Linked DNA regions of Sus scrofa: regions 1 and 2 are each linked to region 3. Evidence: chromatin contacts called from public Hi-C data. All regions are on one chromosome and are shown on one strand. Each heading gives the region's core, a stretch centred on a gene start, on an enhancer-like site or on the middle of the called end of the contact. The rest is flanking DNA. Distances are from core to core; before and after follow the strand shown.

Region 1 (4,495 bases), core at 267-2,766, 110 kb before region 3:
ACAGCAACGCGGGATCCAAGCCGCGTCTGCAACCTACACCACAGCTCACGGCAACACCGGATCGTTAACCCACTGAGCAAGGGCAGGGACTGAACCCGCGACCTCATGGTTCCTAGTCGGATTCGTTAACCACTGCGCCACGACGGGAACTCCTGGTGTGTGCTATCTTATGGCAACCCAAAGCTAATACATTCAGCAAGAATGTGTGTGACAGCATGTACAGAGCACAAACCTGGATGGAGTTTTTGTGCCTGTGTGTGCCCTTTTTTTTTTTTAAGGGCCAAACCCATGGCATATGGAGGTTCCCAGGCTAGGGGTCAAATCGGAGCTGTAGCCGCTGGCCTATGTTACAGCCATAGCAATGCAGGATCTGAGCCTTGTCTGCGACCTACACCACAATACACTGGATCCTGAACCTACTGAGCAAGGCTGGGGATTGAACCTGTATCCTCATGGATGCCAGTCAGATTCGTTTCTGCTGAGCCACGACAGGAACTCCTGACCACCGTTTTTATTGGAGCCTCTTGCAGGTTGAATTGCTTCCTTCCCAAAGACGAATCCTGGATTATGTAGTCTTTTGTGTCTGGCGTCTTTGGCTTGGCGTAATCTTTTGAGGGCCCTCACATTGTAGTGTGTGTCAGGGCTGCATTCCTGTTGACGGCTGAGTAATATTCCATTGTGTGGCTGGACCACATTTTGTTCATAGTATTTTTTATTTGCTAGTTAATATCCAATCCATAGGGCTTGATGGGGGTAGGGGGTGGGCAGTAGAGACCCTCACAGGCGCTCACCTCTCAGCTCACCACACCCCTCCCCTTCCTGTACCCAGCTGGAGGCATGCAGGGACAGGGCGGGGGGGAGTGGGGCAGAGAGCCTGTCCCTGGATGCAAGACATCCCCAGATCACCTGCGTGTGATCCAAGGTTCTGATTCCCCCGGTGCCTCCTCCTTATCCCATTAGACTTTATTCACAAAGTGCAAATCCAAAGATAAAATTATTGGGAATTTCAAGATGGCAACCTCAGTTCATCAAACCCCAGGCCCTTCTGAGCCTGGGGCCTTGTGCCGTAATTTCTTAATGTGGAGCCCAGGGCCTTGTGTGGACACACACTCGGCCCCAAGACAGGTGCGGGGTCAAGGGGTTGAGGGTCCTTGGGGAGCCTGAGGAGGACATTGGGTTTGGGGTCATACAGGGAAAGGCAGGAGTTGGGAGGCCCTCCTCTGTCCCCAGCACCTGCATAGAGTAGAGAGATGTTTGCTGGCGCACGAATGAGTGAGTGAATGAATAAGTGAGTGAGGGAATCCCTGCCTCCAGCACCTCACCTGGCGCCCTTCCTCACCTGTTTGCCTTCAGAGCCCCATTCCCGGCACTGCCCTCCCCCTAGGCTGAGCCCTGCAGGCTCCCCCCGCCACCCCCCGCCCCCTGCCCTGATGCCTCCATCCATGAAAGGAGAAGTCAGAAGAGATGTATTCCAGACCTCTGCGATTCTGAGCTTCCTCTTTTGCTCTTTTGCAGATAGGCAGTGCCCCTTCTCCCCCAGAAGCTTCCTGTTGGAGCTTCCTTCTAGGACAGACAGGCAGGTCCAGAAGGTGGACAGTCCTGAGAAGTCCTGACCCCATGGACGTGAAGATGCTGCCGCTGCCGCTGCTGCTGCTCTTGCTGCGCATGGGTGAGCGGTAGGTGGGGAGAGGGGGTCCGGGGCTGGGGCGGGGGCTGGGGCTGCAGCTGAGCCTCTGTGTCCCTGCCCCCAGTGTCCCCGCAGAGGGACCCATGGTACCAGCTCCAAGTGCAGGAATCTGTGACAGTGCCGGAGGGTCTATGCGTCCTTGTGCCCTGCACCATCTCCTAACCCTGGACGGGCTGGAATGACGCTACTCCCGCCTACGGCTACTGGATGCGGAAAGAGGAGAAACCCCAAAATGATGTCATTGTGGCCACAAACCACCCCGTCAGGGCCGCACAAAAGAGGAGGAAATTCCCATTCGACCTCTCCGGGGACCCCGGGGCCAACAACTGCTCCCTGAGCATCAGAGACGCCAGGAAGAGGGACAGTGGAAGCTATTATTTTCAGCTGGTGAGAGGAGCTGAGGTGAAATACAGTTTCAGACGTAGTCTGCTCACTGTGAACGTGACAGGTACAGAGTGGTCCCCAGGAACTGACCACAGCAGGGGGCGAGCGAGAGGTGGTCCCTGCCTCTCATCTCTAAGGGGGATAGTGACAGATCAGGGTTGGGCCCCCGCGGGGGTCCCCTCTGGGATCTGGCCTCTCCCTCTTTCCTCTCCAGCACTGACATGGACCCCTGATATCTACATCAAGGAGCCCCTGGCATCTGGCTCCGGCAGCCACCTGACGTGCTCCCTGCCAGGCGCTTGTGACTGGGCCACGCCCCCCACCATCTCCTGGATGGGGGCTGCCCCGGACGCCTCAGCTGCCTCTAACTCCTCAGAGATCCTGCTCACCCCCCGCCCCCAGGACCATGGCACCGACCTCACTTTCCGGGTGACCTTCCCCAGGGCTGGTGTGAGCACGGAGTGGACCCTCCAGCTCAACGTGTCATGTGAGCGCAGGACCTGGGATGGCGGGCACCTGCGGGGGGGCGGGATGGGCGCTGGCGGCCCAGAGGCCAGGGGCCTGGGAGGGGTGGCGGGGAGGAGGCAGGCCCTGTTCTGCTTTGCTTCCTATTTCTGCACTTCCCCCGGGATGGGGTTGGGGGAGGAAAGCCAGCTCTGACTCCCTTCCTCACTGCTCTAGATGCTCCCCGGAACCTGGCCATCGGCATCTCTCGAGGAAATTGCACAGGTAGGACGCAAGGGCCCTGGGGACACAGGGAGAGGAGAGCCCCCATTCACTCTTAGGCAAGATTATTTTTACCTGATTCACTATGTGCAAAGACGATTTGTCACACATAGGCAAGTTATGTGGAGACACCACAGAATGCGCAGCTGGGGAGTTCCTGTCGTGGCGCAGCAGAAACGAATCTGACTAGGAACCATGAGGTTGCGGGTTCCATCCCTGCCTCGCTCAGTGGGTTAACTATCTGTGGTGTAGATTGCAGACGCGGCTCAGATCTGATGTTGCTGTGGCTGTGGTGTAGCAGCTGTAGCTCCGACGTGACCCCTAAAAAGAATGAACAGCTGGGGAATCACCACCCCAAGTAAGAACTAGATCAATGACCCCAACTTTGAAGCAGCTGATTTTAGCCCCTTCCTTCTGACTTCAGACGAAGCCACTACACGCAACACAGAAGTTTGTGTGATTCTTTTTACTGATTTTGTTTTATTTATTTATTTATTTGTCTTTTGAGGGCCACACCCACGGCATATGGAGGTTCCCAGGCTAGGGGTCCAATCAGAGCTGTAGCTGCTGGCCTACACCACAGCTCACTGCAATGCCTGATCCTTAACCCACGGAGCAGGGCCAGGGATGGAATCTGAGTCCTCATGGATACAAGGTGTAGAGATACCTTTTTTTTTTTTTTTGGCTGAGGACCCCCGCCCCTGCATGTGGAAATTCTCTGGCCAGGGATCGAACCTGTGCCATAGCAGGAACCCAAGCTGCCGCTGCAGTGACAATGCTAGATCCTTAACCCACAGCGCCACAAAAGAACTTCTTACTTATAAAACTTTAAATTGAAGTATAGCTGTTTTACAATGTTGTGTTAATTTCTGCTGTGCAGTACAGGGGCTCAGTTACACACATACACACATTCTTTTTCATACTCCTTCTTTTTGGCCACGCCTGCAGCATGCAGAAGTTCCTCTGTCTCTGTCTCTTTCCTCCAGAGCTGAAATACCTGGGGAATGGCTCATCTCTTCCTGTCCTGGAAGGGGAATCTCTGTGCCTGGTCTGCGTCGTTGACAGCACCCCCCCGGCCACACTGAGCTGGGCCCGACGGGGCCGGACCCTGAGCCCCTCGCAGCCCTGGAACCCCGGGGTCCTGCAGCTGCCCCGGGTGGAGTCGGGCCACGAAGGTGAATTCACGTGCGGAGCTCAGCATCTTTGGGGATCCGTGCACGGCTCCCTGCATCTCTCTGTGCAGAGTGAGCTGGGAGGAGGGAAAACACCCCGGGGGAGAGGATGCTCGGGTCCAGGGGAGGGGAGGGGCCCCCTGACCCATCTCCTCCCTCCGCGCAGACCCCCCGAAGCTGCTGGGTCCCTTCTGCTCCTGGGAGGATGAGGGTCTGCACTGCAGCTGCTCCTCCCAAGCTCAGCCCGCCCTCTCCCGGCGCTGGCGGCTGGGGGAGGGACCTGGACCGGAATCTCAGCAACGCCTCCATCAAGGTCACCTCTGGCTCCACCGGGGCCCTGGGCCAACAGCTCCCTGAGCTTCCGCGAGGGCCTCAGCTCCAGCCTCAGACTCAGCTTCGAGGCCCAGAACGTCCACGGGGCCCAGAGCACCACTGTCCTGCTGCTGCCAGGTCAGGGCACTTATTGGGGGCAGAGGCTTAGGGGAAAGCCCAAGCTTCTCTTTCCATCCTGGAGAAGCTGGGGGGT
Region 2 (4,998 bases), core at 1,027-3,526, 64 kb after region 3:
CCTGATGATTGTGGTTTGCGTGCCCTCCGGGCACTGCTGCCTCACGCCTCCTGCCTGGGATTCCTTGTGTCTCCTGCTCTGCGCTCCTCCTGCCCTCTGGCTGTGGAAATGCCCCCAAGGCCCTCTTTTTTCCTGCTGGCCCCGCTGCCCTGCGGCTCCCTCTCATCCTGGATCCCTCCACCCTGTCCCTGGGCCACCTCCTGGCCCCTTCACACCCAGCTTCCCGCTCCCAACAGCTTCTGCTACCTCGGGCACCCACAGCCCTGTTGCTTCTGCCGACAGGCAGCTCCTGCCTGCTCTGGGCAATTTGGTGACCTGAGGTCACTAGGAAGGAGGGCAGAGGGAAGGACTAATACCTGCCGAGGCCCCACTTCACGCCCAGCCCCTCGCATCAAAGCCAGGAAAAAAGGCTCCCCGCTCATTTGACAGAGGAGGAGACCGAGGTTCCTCGTGGGGGAGTGATGCTCACCTCGGGGTGGCCATCGAGGAAGCCAGGATGTGAGTCAGGCTCTACAGCACGCTCTTGACCTTGGCCTCCACCCGTTTCACCCACAGCCGACCTCCTCCTGGAGCCCTTCTCCCACTACCGCTTCCTGACCAATGGGCCGTCGTCCTCTCCGGGCCAGGAGCGCGAGCTCTTCCAGGAGACGCTGGAGTCCCTGAGGGTCCTGGGATTCACCCACGAAGAGATCACCTGTAAGTGAGCCCCCAGCCCCCCCCGCAAAGGTGACCTGACAGGCCAGGGACCTGGCCATTTGTTGGCCATTTTGAAAACTAAAGCAGGGAATGGAAGGAGGAGGGAAGGTCACCTTCAAATAGGGGATCAGGGAGAGTTCTGGTGGCCCTGGTCCCTGCTGTGGTGCTGGCTCGATCCCTGGCCTGGAAACGTCCGCATGTGGAGGTGCAGCTCCCCCCCTCACCCCAATAAAAAACAAACAGGAGATTAGGAAGGACACTCTGAATTGGGGATGTTTGCATGAAGGGCTGGAGAGCTGAGGGCGGGCACTGGTGCTGTTGGGAAGAGCATTCTAGGCAGGGGGAACAGCATGTGCAAAGGCTCTGAAGGAAAAGCATGGTGTGTTTGAGGCATTGAAACTTCTCGCATGGGAGTTCCCACCGTGGCTCAGCAGTTAATGAACCCGACTAGCATCCATGAGGATGTGGTTCAATCCCTGGCCTCGTTCAGTGGGTTAAGGATCTGGCGTTGCCGTGAGCTGTGGTGTAGGTCGCAGATGCGGCTTGGATCCTGCGTTGCTGTGGCTGTGGTGTAGGCTGACATCTAGAGCTCTGATTCGATCCCTCACCTAGGAACTCCATATGCTGTGGTGCGGCCCTAAAAAGATACGCACAAAAAAAACAAAACTTCTTGAATGGATTCAACTAGGGCATGACGGAGGGAAGTGGGCAGATGGAGCCACAGAGGCAGGTGGGGCCTCAAATGCCAGCCCGAGGGGCTGGGGCTTTGCCCTGAGGGCACTGGGGAGCCACGGGAGAGCTGGGAACAGTGGAGGGGCAGCTCTGGGCAGATGGAGGATGGATGAGGCCAAGAAGAGGCTGAAGCAAGGGTGCAGGGAAGAACCTGACCCTGGCCTTGGGTCTGCCCTGGTCAGTCTGGACTTGGGGCGCTCAGCCCATCACCCCGTGTTATGCTGCTTTGCCCCCACCTCTCTTGCCAGACAGCACGTTTTGGCAGTGGTTGTCTTCTCCGCTTGGGGCAGCATCACCTGATCCCTGTCTTCAGCTTTACAGGCACGACGGGAGCAAACCTCCCCTTTTTGTAGGACGCCCATCCTGTTTTTGTTTTTGTTTTCATTCTTTTCCGGCCGCCCGCAGCATATGGCGTTCCTGGGCCAGGAATCAGTTTCGAGCCATATTTGCAACCTAGGCTGCAGCTGGCCACCGATCCCTTTGCGCCTCAGCGGGAACTCCCATCCTATTTGATGAGGGGCCACCCTACTCCGGGGCAACCTCTTCTCTGAACTAATTACATCTGTGCCCACCCAGGACCCCAAATCAGGTCACATTCTGAGAGGTTCTGGGGGTTAGGACTTCATGGTGGCTTTGGGGTCAGGGAGACAGGATTCTACGCATAGCGGTGTACGTGGCGGGGATGTCAGTCTTTCTGTCGGCTGCCTGGCAGTTCATCAGATGAGCTGAGATTCCTCTCAGCCGACCCAGGGAGAAAGACCCGGATTTCCAGGCCAAGCAGGGGCAGGGCCGGGTCTCCTTCCCCTCCGGTCCGTCCGGAAGCTGCCAACGGGGAGGGCTGGAGACCAGTGCCAGCTCGGCTGTCCACACAGGCTGCCAGCAGGCTGGCCTCCTCGGGCGAATTGACACAGGGTCTCGGGCCTCCCCGGCTGGATTTCCCGGCGGCCACGGTTGCATAACTGCCCCGCCCGCCTATCCCCCGCGCTTCTCCCCGGCAGCTGACAAACAAATTCAGATGGAGGCCACCGGTGGGGGCCGGGGCCCCTCAGGTCCCGCCTGGCCTCCTGATACGGGTCACCTCAAGTGACCCTCCCGGCAGCCGCCCTGCCTTGTACTAGGCGCAGACAGCAGCTCCGAGTTTTGCAATCTCGAAACAAAAATTTTGAAGCGAGGTATGCGTGCAGTGGCGTCATCCAAGTACAATCAAAGGTCATCGCTTGAAGTCCGAGCTCCCCCCCACCCCACCCCCAGGCCTGGTTTTCAAGCCTCCTGCATGTGCTTTCAGAAACATTTTACCCACATTAAGAAAAAACATCCATGGAGCTCCCATTGTGGTTCAGGGGGTTAAGAACCTGACTAGTATCCACGAGGACGTGGGTTTCATCCCTGACCTCATGCAGTGGGTTCAGGATCTGGTATTGCCGGAACTGCAGTGTAGATCGCAGATGTGGCTCAAATCCTGTGTTGCTGTGGCTGTGATGCAGGCCGGTAGTTCTAGCTTCGATTCACCCCCTCGCCTGGGAACCTCCATATGCCGCAAGTGCAGCCCTAGAAGGACAAAAAGCCTTTTGGTATTCCCCAGCGCCAGGGCTGATGAGTTCAGCCATGCTCTTGATTGAAATGTTGTGTATTTCTCTCCTGATTTAAAAGTTCCCTGACGTGGGCCCCACCCTCCCTGACCTTCCTCCCCGGCCCAGATGCACCAACTAAAAGACACCTGAGGAGTTCCGGTTGTGGCGCAGCAGAAATGAATCCGACTAGGAACTCTGTATGAGGTTGTGGATTCGATCGCTGGTTTCTCTTTAGTGGGTTCAGGATCTGGCGATACTGTGAGCTGTGGTGTAGGTCACAGACGTGGCTCGGATCTGGCATTGCTATGGCTGTGGCGTAGGCCAGCGGCTGTAGCTCTGATTAGACCCCTGATATATGGGAGCCTCCATGTGCCACAGAGGTGGCCCTAACAAGCAAAAAAAAAAAAAAAAAAAAAAAAGCTCTTAGCTCAGCACCCTGTGCTGCTGCGTTTTGTCACTCTCCCACTGAACAGTATGTTTTGGCAGTGACTCTGTTTTTGTAGGAATAGGTGAACTTCAGTCTTTTTTTGTGGTTGAGGAAGGTGTCACTGCTTAGATGAATTGTGATTTTTTTTTTTTTAATAGTGGCACCCATGGCATATGGAAGTTCCTGGGCCAGGGACTGAATCTGAGAAGCCGTTTTGATCTATGCCCCGGGCAACACTGGATCCTTTAAGCCACTGCCTCAGGTTGGGGAGTGAACCTAAACCTCCCTGCAGCAGCCCAAGCCACTGGGGTCAGATTCTTAACCCGCTGCACCACAGTGGGAACTCCAACTTTTGATTCTTGGAACCAATCTGTCCTTTGCAGACACACCCTTAGAGCAGGTGTATCCCAGCGCTGTTGGAATGAGCCTCCCCCCAAAAAAAGGTTCCAAGAATATCGGTAATTGTGCTCATGGATGAACAGAACTGTAGGATCAACTCTCAGCCACAAAATACCAGGTCCCAGGAGTGGTGCAACTTTTGGTTTTATCCTGCTTGAAAGGAAATTTAACAGCTTTAGAGATATCATTCATATCCCGTAACATTCACGTGTACAAGTCAGAGTTCCCTGGTGGCTCAGCCGGTTAAGGATCCAGCGTTGTCACTGCTGTGGCTCTGGTTACAGCTGTGGTATGGGTTTCATCTCTGGCCTGGGAATTCCACATGCCACAGTGAGACCAAAAAAAAAAAGAAAAAAAAAATATATATGTATATATACACAAATCAGTGGCTTTGGAGTTCCTGTTGTGGCGCAGTGGAAACGAATCTGACTAAGAACCATGAGGTTGTGGGTTTGATCCCTGGCCTCACTCAGTGGGTCAAAGATCCAGTTTTGCCGTGAGCTGTGGTGTAGGTCGCAGACCCAGCTCGGATCCTGTGTTGCTGTGGCTCTGGCGTAGGCCGGTGGCTACAGCTTCGATCAGACGCCTAGCCTGGGAACATCCATATGCCACAGGTGTGGCCCTAAAACAAACAACCCCCCCCCCAAATCAGTGGCTTTTAGTACTGTCACAGAGTTGTGCAGGCCATTGCCACAGTCAATTCTAGAAACACTTTCAGTGGCCAAAGAGGGTAACTTTCACCCCTTTGCCAGTTTCCATCGCCAGCTCCTGGCAGCCAGGGATCTGCCTCCTGTGTCCACAGACTTTCCTCGCCTGATGTTTTCCTGCAAGTGGAATCCTCTAAGACGTCCTCTTCTGTGGCTGGCTGCCTTCCTTTTTACTGCTGAGTAATTTTGGTGTTTATCTTTTTATTCTGGAACATTTCAAACACCTGTGCACGTGAGAGCTGAAGGTCATGAACCCCTGAGAGCTGGCATCAGATCCGACAATCACGGCCTCATGACTTCTTGGCTTTCAGCTCTACCTGCCCCCAGCCTCACCCCGACTCTGTTTTTTAAATTGTACTGAAGCCACCTCGTCACCGTCCAGAAGGTGGCGCTCGTTTCCATATTCTCCAGTGGGGTTTCAGGAGCACCTGTTTCCCCACTTGCACGCTAGCAACCACTCTCCTAA
Region 3 (4,715 bases), core at 1,985-4,484:
CCCCTTTGAGTCTTTTCTCATGTGATCGTTCACTGTCTGCCTTTAAAAGGCAAGCCCCTCCCTGCTCCCAGCGTTCTTTATGCCCTGGTCCCTGCTTTATTTTTTTCTCCATAGTATTTGTCCTTACTTGACAGGTACTGTGCAGGAAAGAGTTAACTCAGCAGGTCTGAGTTGTCCAAATCCTGAACGTTCCAAAACAGTATTTGGCTCTTGCCTGGCCATGGGGAGGTAACCTCTAAGTCCTTGGAATATCCTGCCTGTTAAGCGTGTCTTTCTTGGGAATCTTGATCACCTTTGCTAACAATGTGATTCCTGGTGGCAGCTTTGGGCCACATGGGAGCGACTTGACCTCTGGGGGAGGGGCTGGAGACAGAATAACTACAAGCAGCCACTTGGGGGCCCTCTGCCTATGTAACCAACCCCCAATAACATAAGAATATAATAATAGGTGGTAAAATCATTGGCCTGGGCTTTTCAGAAACGTCATTGTCATAAAAGGCAACCGAATGCAACCACGTGATCCCACAACAGACCCAGGATTGAAAGAAAACCAGCAGTGAAGGGCGTGCTTGCGACAACTGGGGACATTGGAACGCGGACTGAACGTTAGACACAAACCCATGGGATTGATGTGAAATTTCTATTACACCCCTTGCTGAAGGTGAGCCAGGCTTTGAACCCAGAGCAGCCCACCCTTGGGGCCTCCACTGTAATTCCATACCTCTCTCAAAGGTCTGAAATGAGAACCCAACCTCCCCGTTTGTCCTCAAGCTGAGAAGAGAACTTTTGGAGTTTAATTTTAAGTCTCCAGGAAGAGACCTGAGAGTAGTCAAAACATTTAGTTTTGGACAGTTTATTGACATGTAACTCACATACTGTATAATTTACCCATTTAAAATGTACAATTCAGCGGCCGCTGCCAGAAAAAAAAAAAAAAGTGTACAATTCGACGGCTTTTAGACTATTCACAGAGCTGTGTGGCTATCGCCACGATTTTAAAATATTCAGTAGCCCCCTCCTTAGCATGCAGTGTTTTCTTTTTTTTTTTTTTTTCCCATTTTTTTGGGGGGGAGGTGTTTCCCCCCCCCGGCCCTGGGCATATGGAGGTTCCCAGGCTAGGGTATTGAATCCGAGCTGTAGCCGCCGGCCTATGCCAGAGACACAGCAATGCGGCATCCAAACCGCGTCTGTCACCTACATCACAGTTCACAGCAACGCCGGATCCTTAACTCACTGAGCAAGGTCAGGGATCGAACCTGCAACCTCATGGTTCCTAGTCGGATTCGTTAACCGCTGCGCCACGACGGGAACTCCAATAAGAGCAATTCTTAAAAATGGGATAAATTTAATTTTTAATATAATTAAAATGAGTATTTCCCCCAATTATATGACTATTATGTGTATTATGTGTTCGGTATTAAAACGGGGTGGGGGGGAGGGAAGGAAAAGAAATAAAAAACGATCGCCGTTTGCTAAGCACAGGGAAGACAAGCACATAGCACCTTCAGTCCCCTTCTCCTAGGTCAGCAGACGTCAGTATACTGATTTCACCCCCTCCCCACCCCTCTTTTAGGGCTCTTCTTTTTTTTTATGGCCACATTCAAGGCCACATGGGAGCGACTTGACCTCTGGGGGAGGGGCTGGAGACAGAATCCCCTCCGGGTCAGGGATTGAACCCTCACCAGAGTAAGGGCCCTCACCACAGTAGTGACAAGGCCAGGTCCTTAACCCACCGAGCCACCAGGGAGCTCCTAGGGCTCACTTTATACAAACGCACACACATTTCATAAGATACATTTTTTGCTTTTTAGGACCGCTCTGCTCCTCCCTGCTCAATCCCTCAAGGTGGGGTTTACGGAGCTTAGATCCCTCCCCTACCGCGGTCCTCAGGGCCCGCTACTGCCCACTGCTGTCTCAGGTTCGAAATCCTCAGCTCTGTAGTTCCCAGCTGTGCGACTTTGGAGCACGCCGCCTGTCTTAGCCTCAGCCTCCCCCTCTATAAACGGCAGATCACCATAGGGCCTCCCTTGATGAACTGTCCTAGACTCTTCTAGAACCCTGCCAGACACACACTAAAGGCTATACGCGTGTTTGCTTTTATTTTTATATGACGAGAAGGCATGGTGCACAGGTGGAAAAGGAGGCGGCGGAAGGGGGCTGGGAAAAGGCTTTCCCACTTAGCTCCTACCTCTCAGAGAATTAACCTTTAAGCTGTTTGTTTGATTCTTGATAAAGGACGCCACAAGGTCCAGCTGTTCTATCCCTGGGGCGAGAAGGGAGGAAATTCCAGTGGGTCCCTCCATCTCCCTCCGGGACGGGCCCCGCCCTTCCCCTCTTGGGGGCGGAGCCCCCAGAGCCATCATCTCCCCCGCCCGAGGCTACCCGGCTGGTCTCTTTGCCCCCCACCCCCGCCCCCGCCCCCGCCCCCGGACTGGGCACCACCCCCCTCAGTACGCACCCACTCTCCCCACAAAGGCATTCAGCGCGTAGTCTCGGAAGAAGGGCCCCTCCATGCCCAGCAGCAGGGCCTGAGCGCGGGCCCGCAGCTGCTGTACTTGGAAGCGGCTGGGGATGAGAGCGACACGCAGCTGGCTCAGGGCCTCCAGCACCGAGAGGTCACACTGCAGGCAGCCCCAGCCTCGGCGGGCGCTCAGGCCCAGGAGCAGCAGAAGGGCCAAGGCCGGAGGCATGGCGGAGGCCTTTGTGACGTCACAGAGAGAACCCGGCAGGCTCCTCCCCCAGGCAGGGGCGGAGTCAGGGAGGCCCAAGGAGAAACGCTCGCGTGCGCAGGCGCGTGCTTGCAGAGCACCTACTATGTGCCAGGCACGGGACTGGGAGCGAAGGAGAGAGTCTCGAAAAACAGAGGCCTCTGCCCAGGCTTCTTCGCGTTTACGGTCATTTTTTTCAACATATGCGTATTGAGCACCTACTGTGTGCCAGGTGCTGTTCCAGGAGCTGGGGTTAGAGCTGAGAAAACCACAAAAATCCCTGCTGTTTTCACCACTTACATTCATTAGTTCAACATATATTTACTGAGCACCTCTTACCGGCCAGTCCCTGTTCTAGGCCCGTGATGGATCACTGAGGCAAGTATTTATTATGGCCCCAACCCCTAGGAAGGAATCTGACATACAACAGTCAATAAATATTTGAGGGCGTTCTAGTTTTGGCTCAGAAGGTTACAAACCCAACCAGTATCCATGAGCATGCGGGTTCGATCTCTGGCCCTGCTCAGTGGGTAAGGGGATCCAGCGGTTGCCCTGAGCTGTAGTGTGGCTTAGACCCACACTGCAGCCAGTCGGACCCCTAACCTGGGAACTTCATATGCCTCAGGTGCTGTCCTAAAAAGCAAATAAATAAATCAATATTTGGAAAAAAGTCATTTTCCATTTCTGTCTGTTTCCTCCTCCCTAAAATGAGGATAAAAATATACCTACCTTATCCCAAGGGTGCAGTGGTGTTCCCTGGTGTCCCAACAGTTTAGGATTTCTCACTGTCACTGCTGTGAATGGGATTTGATCCCTGGCCTGGGAACTTCTGCATGCCATGAGCACGGCCAACAAACAAACAAATAAACAAAAAACCCACAAACGAAAAACCCCAAAACAAAAACCGAAATCCGAACTGTAAACTGTAAAACAAAAAACCCCAAAACAAAAACCGAAATCTGAACTTTAAATTGTATTGGGCTGTAATGGATTTAAACGTAGATTGCAAAAAATGGATTCTCAATTCAGTTATTGAGACTGCCTTAAACATGTTTGGAAGAACTGAAGTATGTGAATCTACTACTTCAGCTGTAAAAGGTATGAAATCTAAAAAGAGAGAAAGTGTCATTAATGAAAAAATCAGTGTCGGAATTGACCTGTGCTGTCCTAAGATCATTTTAAAGGTTCAGTGTAATAAAAGGTAAAAAACTTTTTTTATATTAGTTGCACTTTGAAGTGATACTATTTTGCTGTATTGAGTTAAATAGAATATAATTAATGTCACTGTCCATTTTTACCTTTTTCATGTGGCCAGCAGAAATCTGATTACTTAGGGGGTTTGAATTATATTTAAATTGAACATCGCTGGCCTCGCACATAATGATGCTTAATAGGTATCACTTGAAGTGAATCAGATGTGATTAAATTAATTGGGGTATAAAGGGGAGAATCACTTAAGGTGTCATGGGGTGCTCCCTGAGTCTTTCTCCCCATTAACCTCATTGAATTTAATCACATCTGATTCACTTCAAATGATCCCCATTAGGCCTCATCCCTGTGCTTGGCAGGAGAGAAACAGGAGAGAATTTCGCTTGGGTGTGATCACCGTCTTGTGGTCTAATCAGCCCATGACACCTTAAGTGATTCTCAACCAAAGCCCCCAGTTAATTTTATCCCAGCGAATTCAATGCACATGACACCTACTAGGCACCAACTGCATGCTAGGCCACAAATAGAGGAGAGAATTTCAATCGGGGGACTTCACAAGCCTCATTTGAGCCATTATCTACCAGCATGAGCTCCTGAACATGGGACCGAACCAAGAGCTTCCCAAACGCTGTGCAAGGAAACATACCACCATCTGAAAAACCTGCATAACTCAGTTAACTATTATTTTGCAAGTGAGCAATACGTGATGTGACAAAATCACTTTAAGTGATTCTCCCCTATAGCCCCCAGTTAAGTGATCCCAGCGAATTCAACGCACATGACACTTATTAGGCACTT

Evidence for each region. A called contact is a pair of places that touch in the nucleus more often than the background predicts.
Region 1: a contact with region 3 is called in a Hi-C map of embryonic fibroblasts, with 5 times the contacts expected there. The contact joins the promoter of SIGLEC11 here to the promoter of IZUMO2 in region 3. A contact is called at or near these places in 1 of 5 promoter capture datasets (liver), 23 of 47 Hi-C or Micro-C datasets (adipose tissue, alveolar macrophages, blood and 13 more) and 1 of 2 datasets of contacts at active chromatin or transcription factors (alveolar macrophages).
Region 2: a Hi-C map of skeletal muscle shows a contact between it and region 3, with 3 times the contacts expected there. The contact joins the enhancer-like site here to the promoter of IZUMO2 in region 3. A contact is called at or near these places in 11 of 47 Hi-C or Micro-C datasets (brain, embryonic fibroblasts, heart right ventricle and 2 more) and 1 of 2 datasets of contacts at active chromatin or transcription factors (skeletal muscle).

Annotation. Positions count from the first base shown.
Region 1 is chr6:54,962,492-54,966,986 of Sscrofa11.1, forward strand. SIGLEC11 (sialic acid-binding Ig-like lectin 11) reads left to right here and starts at 1,517. Exons shown (of 10, transcript XM_013998680.2): 1 at 1,517-1,669; 2 at 1,752-2,558; 3 at 2,753-2,800; 4 at 3,784-4,041; 5 at 4,136-4,247; 6 at 4,249-4,300; 7 at 4,302-4,419. The coding sequence starts at 1,895.
Region 2 is chr6:55,132,030-55,137,027 of Sscrofa11.1, forward strand. MYH14 (myosin-14) reads left to right here. Exons shown (of 42, transcript XM_021094783.1): 10 at 556-696. Among named protein-coding and RNA genes, the nearest start is that of MYH14, 37 kb to the left of the region's middle. Within about 2 kb of position 2,277, at least 21 of the 83 cell types and tissues checked have an H3K27ac peak or open chromatin away from gene starts, as enhancers often do. A contact at or near this core is called in liver and skeletal muscle, where this site is marked.
Region 3 is chr6:55,066,703-55,071,417 of Sscrofa11.1, forward strand. IZUMO2 (izumo sperm-egg fusion protein 2) reads right to left here and starts at 3,235. Exons shown (of 6, transcript XM_021094780.1): 1 at 2,459-3,235; 2 at 2,189-2,263. The coding sequence starts at 3,014.